Linked DNA regions of Macaca mulatta: region 2 is linked to region 1. The links are chromatin contacts, called in public Hi-C maps. All regions are on one chromosome and are shown on one strand. The core of a region is the stretch at or near the end of the contact, and the rest is flanking DNA. Distances in the headings are between cores, read along the strand shown. Region 1 holds the start of NDUFAF4 (NADH:ubiquinone oxidoreductase complex assembly factor 4). Region 2 has its middle 63 kb from the start of FHL5.

What was found. Hi-C and Micro-C count contacts between places; a contact is called where the count stands out from the background.
Region 2: a Hi-C map of fetal cortical plate shows a contact between it and region 1, with 3 times the contacts expected there. The contact joins the enhancer-like site here to the promoter of NDUFAF4 in region 1. A contact is called at or near these places in 2 of 14 Hi-C or Micro-C datasets (fetal cortex germinal zone and fetal cortical plate).

The regions. Positions count from the first base shown.
Region 1 is chr4:88,967,684-88,971,417 of T2T-MMU8v2.0, reverse strand. NDUFAF4 (NADH:ubiquinone oxidoreductase complex assembly factor 4) reads right to left here and starts at 1,925. Exons shown (of 3, transcript NM_001260754.1): 1 at 1,747-1,925; 2 at 815-918. The coding sequence starts at 1,882. It overlaps LOC106998047 (a long non-coding RNA gene), which reads left to right and starts at 3,413. Exons shown (of 3, transcript XR_013417012.1): 1 at 3,413-3,734.
Region 2 is chr4:89,265,499-89,269,180 of T2T-MMU8v2.0, reverse strand. No RefSeq gene overlaps it. Among named protein-coding and RNA genes, the nearest start is that of FHL5, 63 kb to the left of the region's middle. Within about 2 kb of position 1,675, at least 1 of the 40 cell types and tissues checked has an H3K27ac peak or open chromatin away from gene starts, as enhancers often do. A contact at or near this core is called in fetal cortical plate, where this site is marked.

The sequences.
Region 1 (3,734 bases), core at 676-3,175:
TTTAATCAAACTTTTATCCCTAACTAGAATCTTCCTGCCCCCAAAAGCTCATCTGGTTAACTCCAATTGATCCCTCAGGTCTGAGCATTTAACTATCACTTCCTCAGAAACCATCCGTGATCCTCCAATTTCAAAGAGGTCCCTCCAATATACTCAAAAGTGCCCATACTTTTCCCATAATTACGGTCACATCATTGCTCATCTGTTCAATGTCTGTGTCCTTCACAGCATCATAAGCCCTGTGAGAGCAAGGACTAGTTTTGTTCATCACTATATACAAAGCACTTGTGCCCAGGACTTACATAATACAGTATATGGATTTACACATAAGTTCCCATTCCCAATGTATTCTTTGATCTTTCTCCTAATTTTAAATATCCTATCTGAATATATCCTTAAAAAAACAAATAGAACACCCCACAAAACCCAACTATACTATTGGAGTCTCTGAGATTAGATCATACCTCAATCCACATAAGAATGAGAAAAAAATATTAAAGCTCTGCTTTTGTCACTCAAATGACAACCACTGGAAGTAATGCCTGACAAATTCTGAAATACTATGAATAATTCACACAGTTGCTCTGTATCAATACTTTAACAAGTTATTTTAGAATTCTGGTAAATATCCAATGAACCAAGGCATAAGTGTCTTACTGTCTTAGACCACTGTGCTTAAACTTTGCCAAGGCGTGTAGACCGATCACAACACACACTTGCAGAGCACTCTTTTTACTACTTGCCACACTTAATCATTTTCCTGAAGCCCCAAAATAAGTAAATTGTGTGTTCACTTAACTAAACACACATTTACCTGCAAGGAAGACACAGGATCTTTGGAATCAACATACACATCTTTTAGAAATGACAGCAGCTTGTCATCTTTACGAGCAATCTCTCCCTTAATTTCTGGATAGTCTAAGGAAGGGGAAAAAAGTCACAATATTAAAATCAAGGAAAATTTCCTGTAATATCCTAAACGCTTAACACAAACCCTTTCTTTTTTTTCTTTTCTTTTTTGAGACGGAGTCTCGCTCTGTCGTCCAGGCTGGAGTGCAGTCGCGTGATCTCGGCTCCCTGCAACCTCCGCTTCCTGGGTTCCAGAGATTCTCCCACCTCACCCTCCCGACTAGCTGAGATTACAGGCGCGCGCCACCAGGCCCGGTTAATTTTTGTATTTTTTGTAGACACGGGGTTTTGCCATGTTGGCCAGGCTGGTCTCAAACTCCTGACCTCAGGTCATCTGCCCGCCTCGGTCTCCCAAGGTGCTGGGATTACAGGCTTGAGCCACCGCGCCCGGCCTAGCCGCTTTAATTTTTTTAAAAAATAAACATAATCATTTGGACTGTTTGGAAAATACTTTAAATGGACATCAAAATTCCAGGTCAGGCTCGGCGTCCATCGTCCAGTGAAGACCCCTAGAGAAAGCTCTGTGACCCTCTCGGATTTTGACGCCCGGTATCAAGTCCCTCACAGGAGCCGGCGAGGCCCGCGTTAGCGGGGGCACAGGCCGCTGCCTCTGGGACTCGGAAGTAGGCGGGGCGGCCGACCTCACCGCGGGCGCGGAGGACAGTCTCAATGTCACCGGCCTAGCGGCTCCCCCTTCCAGCGCTCAGCCACCACGAGCGGCTTCGGCCGAGCAGACTGAAGCCGGTCCCCCGGCCTCCGGGCCCACATCAGGCACAACCTGTGGGCAGCCCCGGGAGTCCGCGCCCCCGCGCCCCGAAACGCCCTCGCACCACTCACGACTAATCTGCTCTTGCAGGAGGTTGCTGGTAGAGGGGTGCCTGGGAGCGAGAGAGGGCTTTATCTTGCTGATTTCCCTTTCCGCTCGGTTCTCTACGTTGAAATTTCTGATACCGCGAATCACTAGGGCCCCCATCTCCTCATAGCATTATGTCCGCAGGTTCAGGCCGCACGTGGGAACACCGGCTCAGAAAACCTCCGGGACGACCGGAGGATGCGCACATGTGAGGGGAAGCACGGCCGCGGGCGCTTAAATGCGTGCCCGTCGCCCACTAGCGGTCGGGAGGCCACACATCGCTTCTCTGCCCAGGGAATTTAAAAGGGAGCCCCTCCCTTCGGGGCGAGCGACCGCTCCCACCGGGACTGCTTCCGGTGGGAGGCGGCAGGACTTGAGTCCCCAGACACACGGTTGGTGTCAACCCTGGAACTCCGAGGGAGTCACCCAGGAATCTCTGCAAAGTTCCGTGCCGGGCCCTACCCCAGACTGTCTGATTTAATTCTTGTGGAGTGAGGCCCAGCATTGGATAAGACTTCACACGTGATTCCAAAGTGTCAGTGAAGAGTTGAAAACCAAAGTCGTAAGGAAATTGACCTTGAAGTTGTTTCACAGGGCAATGCCACCAAAGAGCTAGCCGATAAAAATGGAAGTTATTGCACCAGGGTCAAACTGGGCTCTCAAGTTGCCCTTTCCTGCTTTTTAAAAAGGAAAATAATGAAAGGATGTTCATTGTCGATGAATATTTGTTCTCAGCCGCTCTAATTTAAATGCCTCTTATTTTCCTGTGCCCCCACCTGATGCATTTTCAAGCCACTGTGTTCTCTTTTTCCATTATTTGTTACATCCCGTTCTCATTTGACCTAATGGTATCGATTTTAGTTATACTTTCCCTTATCTTATTTTTGCTATTAATTTGCTTCTCCATTCTACTAAATGCTGAGTCATTCCCTCTCCTATTTCTCTTCTGTCTTGTCTTCATTCTTTTTAAGCCTCTGTGTAATTTAATGAAAGGAACAGCCAATAAGAGATCAGAAAAAAAAAAAAAAAAACAACAAAAAACGAGTGTTACCTTCACCTTCTCTCTGTCTCTCTGCATTTCCTGAATAGGTTACTGTAGTGCTGCTTTTATTTAAGACCCTTTAGAAATATTGTTATTAATCTATAATAAACCCACCAGGAAGGAAGTAGTAGGATTTCCGAAGTTACAGTATTTCTCTTACTGTGGTTGCAAAATCTATTTTTAGTGTCCTGATCTCTGCTTAGCAAAATGAAGTAGAGTGGTTGTTTTTAACCAGTTTAAAGTAAGAAAATATTGATGTAAAGATAATCGAATAGAAAAAAAAATAATAATAAAACAAGAATCAGAGAACCAAAATGAAGAAAGGGAAATGTAATCATTAAATATAATGCTTAATCAGAGCAAAAGCACTGCAGGGAAGATGGCTTCAGCCACTCTAATTTAAATGCCCTTTATTTAATTATACTTAACATTTTTACATGGATTGGTATTTGAAATTTGTAGAAGCTGAAATCAGTGATCTCTGATAGCGTTAACTGGGAAGTTATCCTGAAGGTGGCAGGCTGCTCCAAGATTTCTATCTTTGATATTTTTAAGGGCTTGTGATTCAGGGCTTTTTAGCCACGGTATTTCTATTTCTATGGGTGCTAAGAAATTTTAATCTGCTTCATTATATCTACGTGCTTTAATCATGGTAGAAATTCGACTCACTGCCTGTTAAAATATTTTAAAAGTGAAAATCTCATTTTCATAGAAATTCCACCGAACTTCGGGCAGCATGAAAAAGTAATGTTAGAAGTTACTATCGGGGCAGTAGGGATTACAATATGAAATAATTCTTTGAATTCACACATTCCAATAGAGCTTGGATTCAACATTGAAAGAGCTTCCAGCATGTGTCAGCTGCTTTGCCTGATCCTGGCCCAGTGCTGCTCAGACCCTCAAATTGCAAAACAGAAGGCACATGCAGTC
Region 2 (3,682 bases), core at 426-2,925, 300 kb before region 1:
TACTTCTTAATTAGCATCTGATTATTGCTTCATCTTGCTCAGCAGCCTTTACTGGCTCTCCATTAGGTCCCCTCCAAAATCTGGCCTCATCGTTCTTCCTAGGCTACTCTATCAGTATTTTTCCCCACTAGAATAGGTACCTTTGAGGATGGAATATTTGTCTACTCTATTCACCATCAAATATTCATTGCCTAGAACAAAACCTAGTACAGAGAAGGTGCTGAAATAAGTGTTGGGTGAAAGAATGAAGAAACATTCTGCTTTAGCCATATCTTATTATTTATTGCTCCCAAAATAAATACTGCATTTTCTTCAACTTTGTTCTTTTGCTCAAAATAGTCTCCTACCTGGGTAGCCCTCCCTATCATTGCCATTTATGCAATTAATTCCCTATTAAAATTTAGCCATTTATCACTCATAAGTCAACCTTTCCAAGGGGAAATATTCACTCCCCTCATATGTATTTTGTTTATGACAATTCTTGTCTCATATTCATTATATTTGCTTTGAATTATATAGTTAATTATCCTATAGTCATCTGAAACTATTGATTCAAAAATAGGGCACTGTCTCATTCAGCTTTGTATTTCCCATAATGTTGAGTATAAAATAAACTTAAATAAATGTTGAGTTTTAAAATTGAATTGAGTCACAGGACAAGTCACTTCTGAATTTCTTCCTCAAAACTGGTAAACATTGATACACATGTAAACAATCATGATAAAAGCATTAATAACACTGAACACCAAGGACCTCATGAATTTCATCCCTCCAGTAGCCTTATGCAGTAGATACTATCATTACCAGATAGGAAAACTGGAGCACAAAGAAGTTAAGTTCTCCAAGATACCACAGTTATCACAAGAAGGCCAGAGTTTTAAGTAAGAGCTTTGGCTTTAGGGCCCAGGCTCTTAACCTTGGACATTACGACCGCCAAAATTAGAAAGGAGAAACTTTAGAAACAGCCAAATATAAGCACATTGATCTGTATTACAGGCCTTTAAGTAGGCAAACATTTAGAAATGGAGCATGCTGGGTTTATATTTTGTGTGTCCACATTTTTTAGCAACTTTTTTTTTTTTTTTTTTTTTTTTTTTGAGACAGGATCTGGCTCCGTCACCCAGGCTGGAGTGAAGTGGTGCTATCTCAGCTCACTGCAACCTCTGCCTCCCGGGTTCAAGCGATTCTCCCACCTCAGCCTCCTGAGTAGCCAGGACCACAGGTGCATGCCACCATGGCTGGCTAATTTTTGTGTTTTTTGTAGAGATGGGGTTTCACCATGTTGACCAATCTTTTCTCCAACTCCTGGGCTCAAGCAACCCATCTTCCTTGGCCTCCCAAAATGCTGGAATTACAGGCTTGAGCCACTGTGCCCCACCATTTTAGCAACATTTTAAAAGGAGGCATAATATCTTTTTACATTAAAAGAATCAATCAATAAAATCAATGAAAGGATAAATTCCAGGAACTGTTTGTGGAAAAGTAGTTGTTTTACTAACAACAAAAAAAAAGTGGCAGGATGCTTAGAAGTCATAGTTTTGTGAAAATGCTGATTTTTTTTTTTTTTTTTAAAGGAAAGGTATGGTTTATTCTTCGAATTATCCACTAGATGGCAGAAAATTGTTACTGTCCAAAGCACTATTACTGGGTTGGTCCGGGCTCCTTTCTAAGCTCCAGAAGTTATGCAAATTGCTTTCACCTCTACCCCTGCAATGCTGGCCTTTTCACAAGTGGCATGTTAAAACACACCAGTATTTTTAAGCTGGGAAAGAAAAATCAGAGGTTTTCACAGTTATAAATATTAGGTATGAACATACTAATTATATGTTTGTATTATTCTGCTGTAACATAGAAGGAGCAGATGCACAGACATGTTGGGAGAAGGGCTGAGAGCCCACATAGAATGACCTATCCAGATGCCAGATACTAGAGTGAAGCTGAAAAGCCTCCAGTAGGACAGTTTCCTGTAACTTGTAAGTCATGGTTTTCTTCCCTTTGAGAACATTAGATTTGCCTGGGGACCCTACCCCAGGCCCAATTCTCTGGTGGTGGAACCTGGACATTGGCATTTTTTTTTCAAGCTTTTTCAACTATAAAATAAGAGAATTAGACTACACAATCATAGTCTTTTCTTCAAGCTCTAACATTCTAGGATTGAAGTCTAACAGCATATTTATTACTATCAGCTTCATAAGCACAAGAACTAATTCTGTTCTGGATCCTTTATGAACATAAATTTAGTTAATTTACACACAATGAAAGACCTTAGGGAAAAACTAGATGCAGAAAGGTTTCATAACTTGCCCAAGGCTATGCTGTAAGAGAGAACGTCAAGACTTGAGATTTGACCCAGCACAGCCTGAATATATAACATTATGCCAAAATTCCCATAAATAGTTGAACAACTTATGAACAGTATCCATCTCTCCATCTATAACTAAAATTATACCTATACGTACCATAATGGTCTCTACCTTATTATTTAATCTTGTAGCTGCTGAGCTGGTTGAAAAATTGGCATAACATATCTGTGAACAGTGATGTAACAAAGACCAACTCTAAAACAATCAGTACATTTGGGAGTACTATTGTTTTTCTGAGTGAAATTGTACTTGAACTCAGAAACTCTGGTATTTTGCAAAAAAAGAGAGTACTGAAAATGTACTTAATAGAATTTTCAAGAGAATTCTAATTGAGTAAATCTTATAAACATCTTTTGACATATATTTTGACTCCAGGGCTCATAGAGACTAATAAAACCAAGTTCTGTCCATAATCTCTCTGCTCTTTTTAGAGCCCCACCTTGTTTCTGCCATATGAATATATAGGTCCCTTGATTCAGCAGGAAGGGCTTCTGCAGAAACATATACAAGTTTCGTATAAATTCCTCTACACTCATCCTGTCAAACTGAATTCCCTGAAGCTTTTACTTGGAAAGTTAAAACTTTTTGCCAACACTGCTTGCTAAATGAAGAGCTAGGGGACCAGAAGTGAGTAGTGAGTATAATGTACAGTTGCCACGTAGTTCTGAGTGATTTGCCTTTCAGGAAAGTAATAATGTTCAGAGAACTGACTGACTCTAAGGGTGACCATTATATTATTTTTGAGCTTTTTATGATGGAAAATTTCAAACATATTCAAAAGTAGAGTGAGTGGTATAATACACACTCAAGTAGCCATCACCCAGATTCAAACATTATTATCTCCCACTCAATCTTTTTGCTATACTTCCACGTATTCCCTCCTACTCACACAAGCATTATTTTGAAGCAAATACAAGACATATTATTTAATCTATAAATATTTTGGTATGAATCTCTTAAAGTAAAAGACTCTTTTAAAGACGAGATAATCATTATCATTATATGATACTTAAAGTAATAATTATATTTGAAGAATGCATTTTATCCAGATCGCATTTATTATTGAATGCCCTGACCCTGAGGAGTGTGAGTGGCACTGAGGAATTAAATTTTATTTCCAGAAAGTGATTTACCAGGCAAATTTTAATCAAAAAGAGTATAAAGGGCCTCGTGACTGCATCAAAGTTTACCCCATTTTCCCTTAGCACTTTTTCCAAACTTTAGACTATGTTTTGTTCTTGTCAAATAGTTGTAATTTCCTTAGTAACAATTTAGTTTCAGAAAAAAGTTGTTTCTTCTGATTAAATATCAGCAGCATA